2 separate regions of the Sus scrofa genome follow, and region 2 is linked to region 1. Evidence: chromatin contacts called from public promoter capture Hi-C data. All regions are on one chromosome and are shown on one strand. Each heading gives the region's core, a stretch centred on a gene start, on an enhancer-like site or on the middle of the called end of the contact. The rest is flanking DNA. Distances are from core to core; before and after follow the strand shown. Region 1 holds the start of KATNAL1 (katanin p60 ATPase-containing subunit A-like 1). Region 2 holds the start of USPL1 (SUMO-specific isopeptidase USPL1).

Region 1 (4,737 bases), core at 1,282-3,781:
CTTTTTGTCTCTTTATTTATTTATTTGTCTTTTTGCCTTTTCTAGGGCTGCACCCGTGGCATATGGAAGGTCCCAGGCTAGGGGATGAATCAGAGCTGCAACTGCCAGCCTATGCCACAGCCACAGCAACACCAGATCAGAGCTGCATCTGTAACCTATGTCATGGCTTGTGGCAGTGCCAAATCCTTATTAACCCACTGTGTGAGGCCATGGATTGAACTGGCATCTTCACGAATACTAGAAGGGTCCTTAACCCACTGAGCCACAATGGGAACTCCAAATATTATTATTTTTAATAGCTGGCATTATAGCTTCTCTTGGCAAGGCACTTTCTCTATGTAGGAAAATACCCTGATAAACAGTTTGGGAACGGAAGGTGGCCAGGAAGTATGGATTAGGAGACAGACATAAGCACTGCATGAGGAGAAAAAAGAGGGGAGAGATGGGAGCAGAGAGAGGGTGGAGAGTGGAAAGCTGCAATTCATGCTCAAAAAGGACAGATACCAAGCTGCAGTGGGTTAAAGGATCCAGCTTGGGTCACAGCTTTGGCTTGGATTCAGTCCCTGGCTTGGGAACTTCCATATGCTGCGGGTGTGGCCATAAGTTTTAAAAAAAGGGAAAAAAAGATCAAGAAATTATAATTTTAGGTTATTTGCATCTTTCATTTAAGACCCCTCCGTTGCTCCAAACCTTCAGAAGAGTCTGCTATACAAACAACCAAAGAAAAGAGTCTGCTTTCCACACTGTGTCAGGAGACAAAAAAGAGTTGCAGGAGGTGAGACGTGAGGGAGTCTAAGTGTTCAGAGAAAACAAGAACTCAGAGCCAGAAGTGACCCTGAGGTTGTACATACACCCCCAGGGAACAGGCAGTCTTGGAGAGAGCATGGGCCTTCCACAGGCAGTAGAAAAGGGACTTCAGTCAATTTCAACAGAGTCTGTGTGGACAGGGTGACCCCGACTGAAGGCTGGATGACACACACAGCAGCTTGCTATTTTCAATCATAATTTCTCCAGAGACAGTTACTACCAAAAACGACAGGTCAGAAACCCCTCCTTCCTCCTCCTTTCCCTTAAACCTCTAGCGTCCGTTCCCTGCTCTGCATATCCTGAAGACTGAACTGTGGTCGCTATTAGAGTCTACAACTCTAATAATGGTAACTAGTATTTCACTGTTTTTTGGAGGGTAAATTTACCTACGGTGAAATGTACCAATCTTAATTGTAGCATTTCCTGAGTTTTGACAAACGCAGACACCCCTGTACAGCCCAATCCCTAAGCAAGGTACAGGGCTTTTCCATCACCACGGAAAAATTCCCTCTTCAGCCAAACCCCACCCTCAGCTCCGGCCTCCCACCTTCTGGCTCGTCTCACCGATGGGTTAAAGAACTAATATTTAAAAGTTACTGTTAAATGCCAGGCTTTGTTCTGGAAAGCTTCATCAGTATCAGTGCTTTTCTTTCTCACAAGCACTGTGAACTAGATTATTATCTCCACGTTGCAGATTAAAACGCTGAGCATCACTGCCCCCAGGTCTCAGCTACCAAGTGTAGTGGCAGGTAGGGGACTAAGAAGTGGGTTTTAGAAACCCCTGCTCTTAACCTCAGTTCAGACTATGGTGCATCTCCGCGATGGGTCATGGCCAGTCCACAAACGATTAAAGAAATATTATAGCTCAAAATTCAACTGAAGTCTCAGCCCCCCCCCCCCCGAATAATGCGTTGTATTTTACTAAATGGTTCATTTCTATCCTACTCAGAAAATGGCAGAAAGGGGGTGTGAAAAACTGCAAATTCGGTTTTACTGGTGAAACACTCCAAAAGAGGTGGCTTGGGTTCAAACAAGCCATAGGGCCTGGCCAGTGGGGGATGCCCAGAGGAGGATGGGCGGCGGGGGAGGGCCTGGACCAGCGACCTTTAAAGAGCCGGGCGCTGCTCCTTCCTCTGACGCCACAAGCATCCTCTCAGAATAGAGCAGGCATCGACGCGCGGGCGGAGGGGACGGACACGCGCCCTGCCACGGGGATTGGACGCTGCGGCGCAGGGCTCATCGGCGGTAAGAGAGCGCAATTCGTCACCGTCCTCCTCAATGTCACGCTCTCCCTCCGCTCCCAGACGCACCCTCGCGCCTCCCTGCCCCCGCACCCGGGCGGGTTCCCAGGCTCCTCCCTGGAGCTGACTCCAAGCCCCCGATTTCCTCCCCCGCCCCGCCGTGCGGACCACAGCTGCCATGGCAACCGTACGCCGCCGCCGCCACCGCCTCTCCACGCACGTCGCGAACTAACGGACTCCGCGGCGGCTGCGGCCTGTGCCCCACCCCCACCCCACCTGCCCCGCAGCAAAACGGTCGGCCGACCTGCGGCACCTAGGTAATGAATCTGAGGGAGACGGGCGCCAGCAAGCCAGCCCGTGGTGAGGTCCCCGGGTTGAAAGTCCCTCCCCGGCCCCCGCCTCAGCAGACCCGGGGGCAGTGCGCGGCGGGACAGGCAGTGCGTGCCGGCGGGAGGGGGAGCGCCGCGGGGCGCGGAGCACTATGGGGATTGTAGTTCGGCGGCTCCTCAGGCTTGTGGCCTGGTGGGGCGGCCTGGATGGGCGGCCTACAGAGCCCGGCGGCCCCGACGACTGAGAAAGACCGATAAAGTTTGAGCGGAGCCGGAGAGGGACCAGTCTCTCTCTTTGTGGTGAGGGGGCTTGTGGGGGGTCGCGGAACGGCGTTCTGAGCGCTGGGAAGGGGAAGCGGAGGCGAGACCTGGCCTTTTCGCCCTCCTTTCGGCCCGCCCCGACTGCAGCGTTGGCCCCACCCCGGCCGGGCCGCCGCCCCGAGTAGCCTCGGGGAAGAGCGGCCGCCCGGCTGCTGCAGGGCCTCGGGCCTTCGGCACCTCTCATCCTCCCAGGTTGCTGCCTCGCGGTGCAGAACCGTAGGTATGGCACACTTTTGCTGGGAGACCTGGAAAACTGTTTTAACAGGCTTTTCTCCTTTTCCTGATACGTTTATTTCTAGGTATTTGATCAGTTTCACTCTGAAGCAGTTCAGAGGTGTTTGCATTAATTAAACCCTCTGATTAATAATTACTCAAAGGGCAGTAATATTTAAAGGTTAAATGTAGAAGTGGATGAAAGGTACAGTGCTGATAGATAGTAGTGTCTGATATTTTTACCGTGTTGCATTTTGCATTTTATTTATTGAGTCAAGATTACAAAATGAGAACCCCTTCCACCCCCCCCAGCTTAAACACTGCCAGCACACATTTTGATTCCATCTTAAAGGTTACATTAAATTACTAGTGTTTTTCAAAGTGTAGACTTTTTATTTTTTTTCTTTTTAAGCAGTAGTGATAAATATTTTCTTTGACTAGCCCAGTGTTCTCAGGAGAATAAAAAACACCTTTTTCTTTCTTCCTCCCTCCCCCTTCCTTCCTTTTTCTTTTCTTTCCTTTTTTCTAATGCTCTGGAATACACCTTGGCTCCTAAAGTTTGCTCAGGCCGTGATAGTAAGGAAAATTAACTCTGAAACAGATTTAGAAAACCTGCCTTGTCTACCTTTTAAAATTTTTCAATAGGTAGATAAGCATCCTAGAAATTTGGTATTTTTGCAATAGTATGTTGGGAAATAGCTGATGTGGGCTTATTTTATGTGTGTGATTTAGACAAGAAAACATAAGGCCACTATAAAATTCCTTTTCTCTTGATTAAATGAAGCTGGTCTCTATAAACTTAAAGTAGCGATTTTGTATGAGGAGATTAAAAAGTAGGTTTAATAAGGTCACTAGAAAAAAAATCAGCGCTTTGTGTTATACAGTATAGGGGTTTGAAGTATTTTATTTATTCATTTAAAATTTAAGGACCTGTTGTGTGCCAGGTATTGTGCCAGATTGTGGAATAAAGAGATGCTAGAAGATAATCTGTGCCCTGCATGGGCAAACGGCCATGTCACATCATCAGTGTGATAGAGCTCGTGTAAGTTGCTATACCCCCCAGAGTGTGAACACATAGTAATGTCATGGTAATATGTATTGAGTACTTACTCTGTGGGAGGCACTCTGCCACATGTTTTGGATGTAGCCCCTTATTTAATCCTTAATCCTTGCGAAGTAGCTGTTATTTAGAGATGAGGAAACAGCCTTAGAGACCTTGCCCAAAGTCATCAGTGTGAACCTGGGGTTTCAACCCAGGTGAGTCTAATTCATCTAAATCATAATCTCAACCACTGATGCCATTCTCTGTACCCTTTGGTCCTTGCCTCAGGAGATTAGCAGAAGTCTTCAGAATGATGTGACATTTGACCTGTGCTAAGAAAGTTGATTAATCTTGTGCTGGAGAGAGGCTGAGAAAAGTCTCTCTAGGCAAATGGCATCACAGAAGCAAAAGCTGAGATTTGAATGCTTTGTTTCTAGGGAACCCTGGGTCACTCTGATTACTGAACCCCAAAATACTTGCAGTGTAGTAGGGAGAGACCAGACCTCAGAGTACTTATTGCCATGATAAAAGAGTTTAGAATTTTTCTTCAACATGGGGCTATCATTGAAGAGTTTCCAGAGGAGTCGTGACATTATTGGGTTTGTAGCTGAGAAAGATAGCTCTGGCTCTAGTTTGGGGAATGGATCCAGAGGAGGAGAAATTAGAGTGGTTGGTGGGAAAACCAGTTTTAGGAAGAAAAAAAAAAAAGTCCAGTAGGGAGATGAAATGAGTCTAAGGTAAACCATTGGAGTTATAGAAGAGACGGGTTGTAGGAATATTTAAG
Region 2 (4,737 bases), core at 1,555-4,054, 260 kb before region 1:
TTCCAGGCTAGACGTCGGGAGCTGCAAAGGCAGATCCTTAACCCACTGAGCAAGGCTAGGGATCAAACCTGCATCCTCCTGGATGCTAGTCAGATTCGTTTCCGCTGAGCCACGACGGAAACTTCCCAATTTGCTATTCCTGAAGAAAAGTCCTTAAGCAGGGTTTCTCAACCACAGGATCATCAACATTTTGGACCAGATAATTCTTTTCCAGGGCTGCCCTGTGCATTAAGAGGATGTTTAGCAGCATCACTGACCTCTACCTGCTAGATGTCAACAGCACCCACCCCTCAGTTGTGACCACATCTCTAGGTGCTGCCAAACTTCCCAACTCCAGCCCACAAGGGGGGCAAATTTGCCCAATTAAGAACCACTGCCAATGCTATAAAACTGGGTTGTGATGATGACTATAAATGTAATAAAACTCATTGCATAATAAAAAATAAAATAAAAGAGATTAAAAAAAAAAAAAAAAAAACCACTGCCAAAAGGGTAAAAACAAGTTTGGTGCTAATGTTTTCTTTTTAAGCTGCTCACAGGCAACACCAATTTGTTATCTTTGGCTGGTTCTATTTACAGGAAAGAGTCCACTTCTACGGTTCCAGAATGACTAAAAGTATGGGCTTTTGGTTCAGAAATTTACTTGTAAAATTAGTTTGTTTTAAGAATTATGCAGAAGTTCCAGTCGTGGCACAGTGGTTAAAGAATCCGACTAGGAACCATGAGCTTGAGGGTTCGATCTCTGGCCTTGCTCGGTGGGTTAAGGATCCGGCATTGCCTTGAGCTGCAGTGCAGGTCGAAGACGCAGTTAGGATCCTGCGTTGCTGTGGCTCTGGCGTAGGCCAGCAGCTACAGCTCAGATTAGACCCCTAGCCTGGGAACCTCCATGTGCCGCGGGGAAGCAGCCCTAGAAAAGGCAAAAAGACAAAAAAAAAGAATTATATGCAATAACATGTAAAATGCTTAGCACCCGACATGTAGGAAATTTTACTATTTGTTTAGAACTAATTTTATACTTTTTGCAGAAAATACTCATCTTGTGGAGTTCCCGTCGTGGCTCAGTGGTTAACGAATCTGACTAGGAACCATGAGGTTGCTGTAGGCTGTGGCTACAGCACCGATTCGACCCCTAGCCTGGGAACCTCCATATGCCACGGGAGTGGCCCAAAAAATGGCAAAAAGACAAAAAAAAAAAAAGAAAAGAAAAAGAAAATACTCATCTTGTATCATTCTGCAGTTTTCTCAAAAGAAAAGCTGAGAAGCTATGTATCTTGAATAAATTGTTTTTGATGGGATTAAGAAAACTTTTCCATCTGGTTTCTGCTCCTCCCTACAACTTCTCTAAGTAAAACAAGAGCCTTCAAATCTGCTCTCCTAATCCCATCATCCCACATTTCAATGGTAAAAACAGGTAGGTTGGTGGTTGAAATCCTGAATATGCAGAACCCCCAAAAGAAAATTCACTTTAATTAAAAATACCAGAGGCTGGCTATTCAGTTCTTCCAAATACGATTTACTGTGTTCTATGTACAAAACCCTGGAGTGATTCTTACAACTTTATTTGGCCTTAAATGACTGCTTTCGTTGTCCTCTCTTCAAAAATCACCTGCTCCTCTCCTTCTCTCTCATATATACTTTGGCACCTCCATTCTTACAAACACGCATACTAGAAAATTTGAGCGGTTCTTTACTCTTTCATTTCCCTCTTCATCATTTAGTGAAAAACATCAAATTCTATGGATAGTTCTTTGGAAGCATCTCAAATCTCCACCTCTCTTTCCATCCCATCCTCACTCTGTATCACTGCCAAAGTGATGCTTCTATAAAACAAGTCTGGAGTCTGCTGCTGCTCAGCTTAAAACCATCTACTGACTTCACTCTGATCATGGGAAAATCCAAACAGCTCAGTACAACCTAAAGGTAGTGCTATGACCTAAAGCTCACTGAACTGACACCAATGGCTTTCCAGTCTTCTCCTCTACTCCATTTCACCTCCAGCATCTTTTTCCTGACCTCTCCCCGCTTCATTACTTCGACTATGCTCCAGAAGCCTGCGTGTGAATTACTAGACCAGTATGGACCCAGTCACAGCACAACGAAAGTGTAAATCTGGCCCTGGGGATAGTGAAAGAAGCAATTAAGCTTAACTCACAGCCCGTGTGCAAAATGGGGAAACCCAGAGAACCGTCTGTTCGAAGCTTTCCCTCCAAGACCAGGTGGGCTCAGCAAACGAACTGTCAAAGGTGAGGCCACAACAGACTTGAAACCGAGGAATGGGGTCGGCTTTCGCCGCCCAGACCTATTTGGTACCCAACCCAGCAGTCCTGAATCACAGACTAACAGACGACAGTTTCGAAACCCAATCTTGGAAACCCGAGGAGGCGCAAGGTTCTGTTAACTCTCCCCATCTCCATGCTCTTTGGGGCGGGGGAGGGGGGGGACCTCTGGTTTCTCTTCAGTTTTTACCTCTCTTGAGTGCAAACGTATCTGTAACTCTACCCTAATACCTTAATCACCAAACCTTCCCACCAAAACCTAGTCCCACCCTTTCCCCCTCCCAGCTTAGCCCATCCTTTCGGCGAGCCGACTATCCCATGGGTCGCCCAGCTCTGTCCCTTTTCCTTACTTCGGCAGCCGAAGGAAACTATTCCGTCTGCTCTTTTATCCTCAGCGGACTCTCCACTTCTTCGTACCAGCTTCCTCCAAACTCCTGTTCCAGCCTGAGCTCCACACCACGAGTGCAACGTTCAACCCACGTTCCACCCTGCCTGCTCCTCCCCCACCGGCCCCTCCGCTAGGAAAGCAGCTTCCGGCTAGAGTCCGCCGCTAAAAAGTTCCCCTTCCTGCTCCGCGCGGGGCCTGGAAGGACGTAAGTGTGGCGGGGAGGATGAGGAACGGAACACTTCCGGCCGGCCTCCGCAGAGAGGCGGGGCTGTAACTCTACCCTAATACCTTAATCACCCGGCTGGCAGCCGCAGCCGCAGCTTCAGGGGCGGGGCCGGTGCCTGCAGAGTCCGCCTTCTGTGAGTGGCTGGGTTTGGGGAGGCGACATTTCTGGAAGCTGATGGAAAGCGCTTGAGTGGTGGAGGTGACGCCAGCGACCAGGGGGTGGGGCGTGATTAAAACTAGTGCGCAGCCGGCAGCGGAGGGATTACGCTAAGAGGCAGGCGCGCGTCCCGTTGCGCACTAGCGATGCGAGCCCGGGTCGGAAGCTGATGCGCCCTTGAGTGACTTGGGTGGGTGGCCGGGCGGGCGAGGAGGAAGGGCTACCCAGCAGGCGGAGGGTGTGATGGAGGCTCTTGGCCGGCGCCCCCCTGCAGCAACGAGGTCTCCTCGACGGCGGGCTGCGCAAGGCCCCCGTAGTTCGCTCTCCTAAAGCCTCAGTGGGAGCCGAGCTGCCACATTGCGTGTTCACAAAGGGTCACCACACACGGAGCTGCCCCTCCCTGTCTCCCTAAACCCCATCTGCGAGGCCAGGGGCTTTTCCACCAGGATTCTGGGTGTTTCTCCTCCTTTGCTCCCTCCCAGATCTTCTAACGGTAAGGGGAGTAGCCAAAGCGCAGGGACTTTGAGCGCCAGGACCCTTTCTTACTTATCAGTAGCCGGAGGGTCCCTGCTGCACTCTTGTCAGCTGCCCTGCCTTGTTTTAACTCAGGGAAAGGGGGAGTTGTCGTGTAGTCTATAAGTTTAAGGCTCTGCTTTCATAGGAAGGTCATGTGGCTTAGGGGACATCGTGATCTCGTGTGCTATTTCTGAGTCTGCATTCTGAATCTTGCGGGCAGCATATTCCAGAAGTCCTTCGCTCGATTGGTTCTGTGTCCAGGAATAACAATATGTAGTTTCTGACCGTTTCAGTACAGAAGAACCACTATTGGCATTTTGGACTATGGGGCTTTTTTATTATTGGTCCCAAACTAAATCGTTATATTCTGGAATACTGCTGAAAATTTTGATAGGGTAGAGGAAGTAGGTCCCGTGTACCAAGGAATTCTTCACTGAGGAGTTCAGTTTTCCGTACTTCTGAATGCAGATAGCCAAGAAATCCAACAGGGAGTTTGTTTTGTTTTTCGCTAGACTGAAAAATAGCTTTTGTTTACCTTTTTGTTGTACTAGATTACTAATGTGCTGGTATATTTGTTGTAAGATCTTGCTAATTAGGTTTTTTATTTTGATGAATTATGATGAAAATATGAGAATGTAGCATTTCGTCCTGAAATAGTAGCGAAGACCCAGATTTTTCTCTTTCAACATTGCTATTTCCATTTTTAGAATAGAATACACTCTATTTTGTAATAAAAACATTTGCCGAATGTTTATTCCATTGAACAAAATAATTGATTCCGTCAAAATTAACCTAAAATTTTAAAGAGGAAAATCAACATCACCAAACTGAATTATATCAAACATTGTTGTCTGCAAAGTTTATTTGTAATCTTTTTGTGCAAATTTGATTATTTTGCTAGGGAAAAAATATGTATAGTAACAAAAAATAGAAATAAAATGGAGGTGGGGCTTGGGTTGTGGAAAGAAAAGAATGGATTTTAGTGTGTGCTGTGTTTTGATTCCACAGCTTTTCCCTTTTTAAATAGTAGGAAAAGTCATATAAAACTTTATAAGATTAAAAGAAGGGTACTAACATGAAATCAGGACAGGTCGACTGGAAAATTTTCCATTTGCTTATAGGAGTAATGGTCCTAAGCTGAGAAAATTGTATACATTTTTGCTTCAACAGTATAT

Evidence for each region. Promoter capture Hi-C pulls out the DNA fragments that hold promoters and counts their contacts.
Region 2: a promoter capture Hi-C map of liver shows a contact between it and region 1, with 2.4 times the contacts expected there. The contact joins the promoter of USPL1 here to the promoter of KATNAL1 in region 1. A contact is called at or near these places in 1 of 5 promoter capture datasets (liver), 1 of 47 Hi-C or Micro-C datasets (heart right ventricle) and 2 of 2 datasets of contacts at active chromatin or transcription factors (alveolar macrophages and skeletal muscle).

Annotation. Positions count from the first base shown.
Region 1 is chr11:7,061,965-7,066,701 of Sscrofa11.1, reverse strand. It overlaps KATNAL1 (katanin p60 ATPase-containing subunit A-like 1), which reads left to right and starts at 2,531. Exons shown (of 13, transcript XM_021065541.1): 1 at 2,531-2,677.
Region 2 is chr11:7,319,254-7,323,990 of Sscrofa11.1, reverse strand. It overlaps USPL1 (SUMO-specific isopeptidase USPL1), which reads right to left and starts at 2,804. Exons shown (of 9, transcript XM_021065545.1): 1 at 2,627-2,804. It also overlaps a transcript of HMGB1 not described here.